2 separate regions of the Mus musculus genome follow, and region 1 is linked to region 2. The links are chromatin contacts, called in public HiChIP or PLAC-seq maps. All regions are on one chromosome and are shown on one strand. Each heading gives the region's core, a stretch centred on a gene start, on an enhancer-like site or on the middle of the called end of the contact. The rest is flanking DNA. Distances are from core to core; before and after follow the strand shown.

What was found. HiChIP or PLAC-seq counts read pairs in DNA pulled down with a chosen protein or histone mark.
Region 1: a contact with region 2 is called in an H3K27ac HiChIP or PLAC-seq map of regulatory T cell precursor, with 17 times the contacts expected there. The contact joins the promoter of Dck here to the enhancer-like site in region 2. A contact is called at or near these places in 3 of 39 promoter capture datasets (the C10 cell line, the HPC-7 cell line and pre-B cells), 3 of 484 Hi-C or Micro-C datasets (CD4 T cells, LSK cells and memory CD8 T cells), 4 of 115 datasets of contacts at active chromatin or transcription factors (bone marrow-derived dendritic cells, large pre-B cells, pro-B cells and 1 more) and 1 of 9 other capture datasets (adipose tissue).

What each region holds. Positions count from the first base shown.
Region 1 is chr5:88,763,236-88,766,569 of GRCm38.p6, forward strand. Dck (deoxycytidine kinase) reads left to right here and starts at 1,778. Exons shown (of 7, transcript NM_007832.4): 1 at 1,778-2,111. The coding sequence starts at 2,021.
Region 2 is chr5:86,085,111-86,088,812 of GRCm38.p6, forward strand. Stap1 (signal transducing adaptor family member 1) reads left to right here. Exons shown (of 9, transcript NM_019992.4): 5 at 1,540-1,712. Among named protein-coding and RNA genes, the nearest start is that of Gm24524, 7.2 kb to the left of the region's middle. Within about 2 kb of position 1,876, at least 99 of the 459 cell types and tissues checked have an H3K27ac peak or open chromatin away from gene starts, as enhancers often do. A contact at or near this core is called in the HPC-7 cell line, LSK cells, bone marrow-derived dendritic cells and 4 more, where this site is marked.

The DNA.
Region 1 (3,334 bases), core at 528-3,027, 2.7 Mb after region 2:
AAGCAACATCTGCAAATAGTAATGAAATAAGAGAAAATTAAAAACAATCAGAGTAGGCTGAAGCCAACAAACTACTAGGAGAAAACCAAAGAAAAGGCACAAGAAACACAGACAGACAGAGACATACATTAGCACACAGAGAAATTCCGTAAAAACGACACTGGAAGTAGTAAGATAAATAAGAAGGACCAGTAAGGGGGAAAATGTATAATGACAAAACTAATACCCAGACAAAACATTAAGTTCTGGAGCCAGGGATCTCTAGAACTGCCACTGAGTTGGTTTTGTGTTGGCCATCTATGCTGCTGGGCATGGCATCTCTCCTTAAGAGTGGTTTGTATTCCCAGTGAGAGTATGTTAGGGAAAACTAATTTTTTCATTTACAAGCAGTTTTCAATTGGAATAACTTCTGGGCTAGGGTCAGAGCCATGTGTCCACTTTTTCAGCTCTAGGACCCCAACTGGCTTAGCTTTATGCAGGGAACATGCATGCTGCCTCACTGTGAATTCATGTGTGTGTTGGTCATGGTGGGTTTAGAAGGCCTTGTGTCCTTGGTGTCCTCCATTGCCTCTGACTCCTAGACTTTCCCCATCGTTTTCCATAAGGTTCCCAGAGCCCTGAGGAGAGGGCTTTGGTGGAGACATCCCATTTAAAGCAGAGTATGCCAAGGTCTCCCTCTCTGCACTTTATGCCTTTGTGGGTTTGGTTCTGCAGAAAGAAGCATCTCTGATGCTGGCTACAAGAGATACTGACCTATAGGATATCACTAGGTATCATTTTATTGTTCAGTTATTGTAGCAGAACAGTATTTGGATTGCCACCTGAGCAGTGTCAGATATGTGTTACATCTCATGGAGTGGGCCTTAAATCCAGCCAGTCCAACAACTCACTTTAATACCTGCTCCTTTTTTTGTAGAAGTCGTCATTTCTCCGCTGCTAGGTCCATTTTTAGGACATATTTTAGGTCAAATGATAGTTACACGCTAAAAAAAAAATAAGTTCCTTTGTTTTTGTAGATAATTTGAATCTGACTTCCAGATGGGTAATCTTTTTACCAGGTCTATACCCTGATTAAATAGCACCTCTCTCTAGCTCAACCTAGCAGAATGCTGTGTGTGTGTGTGTGTGTGCAGAGTACATCTCTATGTATAAACATGTGTATATGACTTTAAACATTAATTACATGTTAGGCCATGGACATGCAATGTTAAGTCATAGCCATGCTGCTGAGAAACATACCTAGTGTTAGGTAACTTTATAAACAGCACGGTGTAGCATGCAAATTAAAGTGGAGACCTTGGGTGTTATGATGCCAGTTTCCAGTCTCACTTCTGGTCCCAGACTTTAAACCAGTAGCCACTCCCTCCCTTCCTTTCATTCTAGGCACTATCCTGTATGGTGGATGGTACTAGATCGCTGGTTAACGAAATAACTCTTAAGACAGTGACGGACAGCTACACGTTTTCTGTGAGAGACACCTACTGAGGCTCTTAGTTTGAAATTACTAGTTCTTACTTTTCTTCCCGGAAAAGTTCAAACCACGAAGCCTGACAGGATCCCAAAGGGCTGGTCCAGAAAAGCCTGACCCTACTCTTCCCTAGGCGCTTCGCTCAAGCTCCGCCCCTGCCCTCGAATGAGCTCATTGCGCAAGGCCCGCCCCCCGCCCTCCCACTGCTCATCCCGCAGGCCCCGCCCCCTCCGGCTCACAGCTCGTCGCGCACGGTCAGTCGCCCGGCTCTCTCAGGGTTCTCCTCACAAGCCCCGCCCCCTACCCTGCGCTCCTGGGACGCCCGGCCCGCCCGGAGGAACCACAGACATGCAGATCCCGCGAGGGCGAGGCGTATAGGGTGGGAGTCGGGGCCGTCAGGGCGGGTTCTCCACGGTCTGCCCAATCGCCTGCGCCTCCGCGCGCCAAAGTCAAAGTGCGGGTCCCGCCGGCGCGAGATTGACGCTGCAACCCGGAGCCGCCCGTGCCGCCGTGTCCCTGCAGGTTCCGCACCCGAGCCGTCTGGAGCTAGGCATGGCCACCCCACCTAAGAGGTTCTGCCCTTCTCCCTCGACCAGCTCCGAGGGGACCCGCATCAAGAAGATCTCCATCGAGGGGAACATCGGTAAGGTGTCCCCGGTGCGGTGCTGTGCTGGTGCCCCAGGATCCTTCCCTGCTGCCCTGCTCGCGCCGGCGCGGTGGCTCGTCTGGCCCGGCGCCAGCGGGGGCTTTGTGAGGCGCGCTCTGGACCAGTGTGCACCCTTTGTTGGGAACTGTTTTTTCTTGAGATGTAACTTAGGTATGCGAACCCCTTTTTAGGTGTGCTCTTCAGGTAGGCTTCACTGACTTGCGGTTTTACCGCAAAATTGAGACCGTTTTCATCATTTACATCCCCAGTTCCCTTTGCGCTTCTTTGTAGTCAGCTCTTTCTCCCTTCCCATCCCCTTACAAGCCCTGACCTGCTTCTGTTTTAATCCCTGCCAGTTTTGTTTTCCCATGATGTCCTAAACAAAACCAGAGTGTCTTGTTTTCTGTGTCTTGCTTAGTATACTAGAGTGCCTTTAAAACTCACCCATGCTGTTTATTTCTGCAGAACTTTATTTCTTGTTCTGTTTTTTTTTTTTTTTTTGAGACGGTCTCACTTTTGAGACCTGCCTGTCTTGGAACTCACAATGTTGGCCTTGAACTCTCTAGCGATTCGCCTGCCTCTGCCTCCTGTGTGCTGGAATTAAAAGAATACACCACCACGCCTGGCCCAGTGTAATACTTTAAAAAAAAAAAAAAAAAGAAAGTAATATTACAATGAGTGGTATATAGCACATCTTTGTTGTCACCATTTGGGTTGGCGTTTGTAGCAATCCCTAACACTACGCTACACATATGAGGAAAGCAGGTAATGAGTTTGATAGTGTGCAATGTTTTATTCCCTTTCCCACGTACAGGTAAGCACTGAGTTTTGGCTTAAAGACTCTTAGAGTTTCTGCCCTTAACCTTACTGGGGGAGCTACACTGTGCATGTCATTTTGCAAGGTGAGCTTGAATTGCCCATTCTTTTACATTTCCTACCACTGGGAACCAACCGACGCTTCCTGTTTTGGCACAGCTGTTAGGTTTGTGCCTGCAGGTTGAGTACTGACTATTCATGTATGCAGCGGATGTTTTCAGTTTTGCCACCTTCAAAGCACCATCTCTTTGAGAAAGAAGGTCAGCAGATGTAAGCTTCAAGAGAGCCGAGCTGAGACACAAAGAGGGCAAGTTTTCCTTGCTCCACACTTCTGTGGCCGAGATCCTCCTTTCTTATAAGTTCTTTGCGATGCCATGTTTATTAGTAAGAATCCTCAGGGCGTC
Region 2 (3,702 bases), core at 626-3,125:
TATTGCTCCAGGGGAGCATAATGAGGAACTAGACTTGCGTCTGAGAGCAATTTAGTAGGACATGTTCGGGTGACTCAATCAAAACCACACTGCTAGAAAAGGCAGTATCAAGGGAAGCAACTACCCTAACATTCTTAGGCCTTTAGCAGAGGAGCCCAAGGAGCACGAGCTGCCCCGTTGCTTTATTTGACATTCCTCATTCCTGAGTCCCAAGAGCATGGGACTAGACAACACACACACACACACACACACACACACACGAGAGAGAGAGGGGGGGGGTTAGCTAAATTGAAAATTGAAAGTGAAGTTTTCTACTCACATGGATTCTCTTGAATGTTACCTGATGAATGTTCATTCTCCTCTGGTGGCCAAATTATAAACCAGACATGGCTGTCCGCAAATACTGACTAGCTAGCTAAGGTCACAGGTAGAAAACTGTTGTATCATACTTCCCCAGAAAGCACAGGTTGTTCCCAACTAAATTTTGAGATGTGAATGCAATTCACAAGACTTTACATGGATAATGGAATTCAAAACACATTTCTACATGGATAATGGAATTCAAAACACATTTCTAGAGAACAACGAAACTAACATGAAGAGCAATATCAACATGTTTAAATATGAATGGATGGCTAGAAATGGAGTGAACCCCCAGCAGTGTAAACCTGCTCACCTCAAACCCACGTTCTCAGAATAATGTGGGGCTTTTCCAAGTTAACTTGTAGGAAAATAAGGTATCTCCTGGCGATACTAAACTTCTTGGGCATTACAAAGGTATGTGAGTTTAGAATGAGAAATGAGAGATTAGCTGTGTGTTGGTGGCAAATACCTGGTCTACAGAGCAGAACAGCCAGGGCTACACAGAGAGACCCTGTCTTGAAAAACCAAAAAAATTAAAAGGGAGAAAGAGAGAAAGAAAGAAAGAAAGAAAGAAAGAAAGAAAGAAAGGAAGGAAGGAAGGAAGGAAGGAAGGAAGGAAGGAAGAAAGAAAAAAATTGAGAGATTGGTTGCTACTTAGCTCACAGTAAAAAGTATGTTTACTTTTACCTAAGACCAGATCAACTATGATCTCAGCTAGGCATGTTGGTAACACACCTTTAATCCCAGCACCTGGTCAATCTCTGTGAGTTTGATTACTGATCTGATGTACAGAGTGAGTTCTAGGACAGCCAGGACCACATAGAGGGACGGTATGGAAAGAAAACATACAAAACAAAACAAAATAACCTAAATAAACCAACCAACCAACCAGTTAACCAACCAACCAGTCCACCAAACAATCAGCCCACCAACCAGCTCATCAACCAACCAGTTCTGCAAACAACCAAGCAAACCTCTGTGCAGGTTCTAGTTGATATAGGGGCAGTACTGTAATGCCCAAGTTAGACTGGAATCTTCTTATTGTTCTGTCCATTTGTCTTTGAGAATGGATACTAAGTCACTACAACTCCTTGTGGCCAACAAGGTCCTCTATACTAAAGCCAGTATGCTATTTGGTTGCAGCTTTAGTTTGCCTACTGTTTTAACTGGTTTCAGTTGACAGTTCCTCAGCATGTGTCACTTCTACCTGGGCAAGTGATTAGACTGCACGAAGTCTTAGAGAGAGAAAAGAAAAGAAGGATTGAGACAGATCAGCTGCCTCTTATGCCTCCGGAGAAAGAGAAGGAGCCAGTACAAGACTATGCGGATGTACTGAACCCACTGCCTGAGTAAGTGCATAGTTGACTCGTTTATTCATTCAGTTAAGACTAATTGCTAGTTACCAGGTAGCACTACCTACCTGAACGTGTTGCCAGCAGGGATGCTAAATATCTTGGGGACCAATTGTGAGCCCTGCCACACTTCCTCTCTTATGTCATGATCAACGTTGTGTGCATTTGAACTAACTCTTACCACAGAGGAAATCCCCTTCCACCCACACATGTAGACTAAATAGATCTCCTTCCGGAGCTCAAACCTAAATTAAAGTTGCTATGAAGAAGGAAGGAAATGGCATAGATATGTGAGACTCTATAACTGGATGATTTATCATCATGTATACCAAATATTTTTAAATTCTTAGAATATTGTATTCAGTTGGTTGATCAGTGAGCATTGAACTTGCCTTCTGAGGAAAGCTTTGTGTAAAGCATTTTTTAAAAGGTACTAGGACAGTACCTGGATTCTGAAGCATCCTATACGTCTTCTTTCTTGAGGAACATATTATGGGCCTTCTCCTTTGGGGATTTTGATGCTCTTGCCATTAAAACACATCCTGGTTTTTTTCATGACATTATGTTCAGATGCCTAGTCCACTGGAACCTGCTAATCAATGCTGCCAGCTCAAACTAGACAGGGGATCAATTCATAAAATAAAAGTCACATGGACTGTTTCTTTTTCTTTTGTTCCAAGAAGAATATAATATGTCTATTGCAGATAAATAAAGAGAAGATTAAAATTAATTCTTGTCGCTACACTCAAAGATAGTTGCTGATAACACTTTGGATATATTATATACTCTGTCAAAATTTTCTATGATGATTACATTTCACTGAATATAACATGCATTATAAAACAGGGGACAGTGGTGGCACATGCCTTTAATCCCAGCACTTGGAGGCAGAGGCAGGCAGATTTCTTTTTTTTTGGGGGGGGGGCATTTTCAAGACAGGGTTTCTCTGTGTAGCCCTGGCTGTCCTGGAACTCATTCTGTAGACCAGGCTGGCCTCGAACTCAGAAATCTGCCTGCCTCTGCCTCCCGAGTGCTGGGATTAAAGGCGTGCATCACTAGCATCACTATGCCCAGCGGTAGACGGATTTCTGAGTTCGAGACCAGCCTGGTCTACAAAGTGAGTTCCAGGACAGCCAGGGCTACACAGAGAAACCCTGTCTCGAAAAGACAAAAAAAAAAAAAAAGGGAAGTTTTTATTTATTTATTTATTTAGATATTTTATTTATATACATTTCAAATGCTATCCCGAAAGTTCCCTATACCCTCCCTCTGCCCTGCTCCCCACCAACCCACTCCCTCTTCTTGGCCCTGGCATTCCCCTGTACTGGGCATATAAAGTTTGCAATACCAAGGGGCCTCTCTTCCCAAATGATGGCCAATTAGGCCATCTTCCGCTACATATACAGCTAGAATATATGAGCTCTGGGGGTACTGGTTAGTTCATATTGTTGTCCCACCTATAGGGTTGCAGACCCCTTCAGCTCCTTGGGTACTTTCTCTAGCTTCTCCATTGGGGGCCCTGTGTTCCATCCTATAGATGACTATGAGCATCCACTTCTGTATTTGCCAGGCACTGGCATAGCCTCACACAAGACAGCTATAACAGGGTCCTTTCAGCAAAATCTTTCTGGAATATGCAATAGTGTCTGGGTTTGGTGGCTGATTATGGGATGGATCCCCGGGTGGGATATTCTCTGGATAGTCCATCCTTTTGTCTTAGCTCCAAACTTTGTCTCTGTAACTCCTTTCATGGGTATTTTGTTCCCTTTCCTAAGGAGGAATGAAGTATCCACCCATTGGTCTTCCCTCTTCTTGATTTTCTTGTGTTTTGCAAATTGTATCTTGGGTGTTTTATGTTTCTGGGCTAATATCCACTTATCAATGAGTGCATACCTAATGACTTCTTTTGTGATTGGGTTACCTCACTAAGGATGATATCCTCCAGATACATTCATTTGTCCAAGAATTTCATAAATCCATTCTTTAT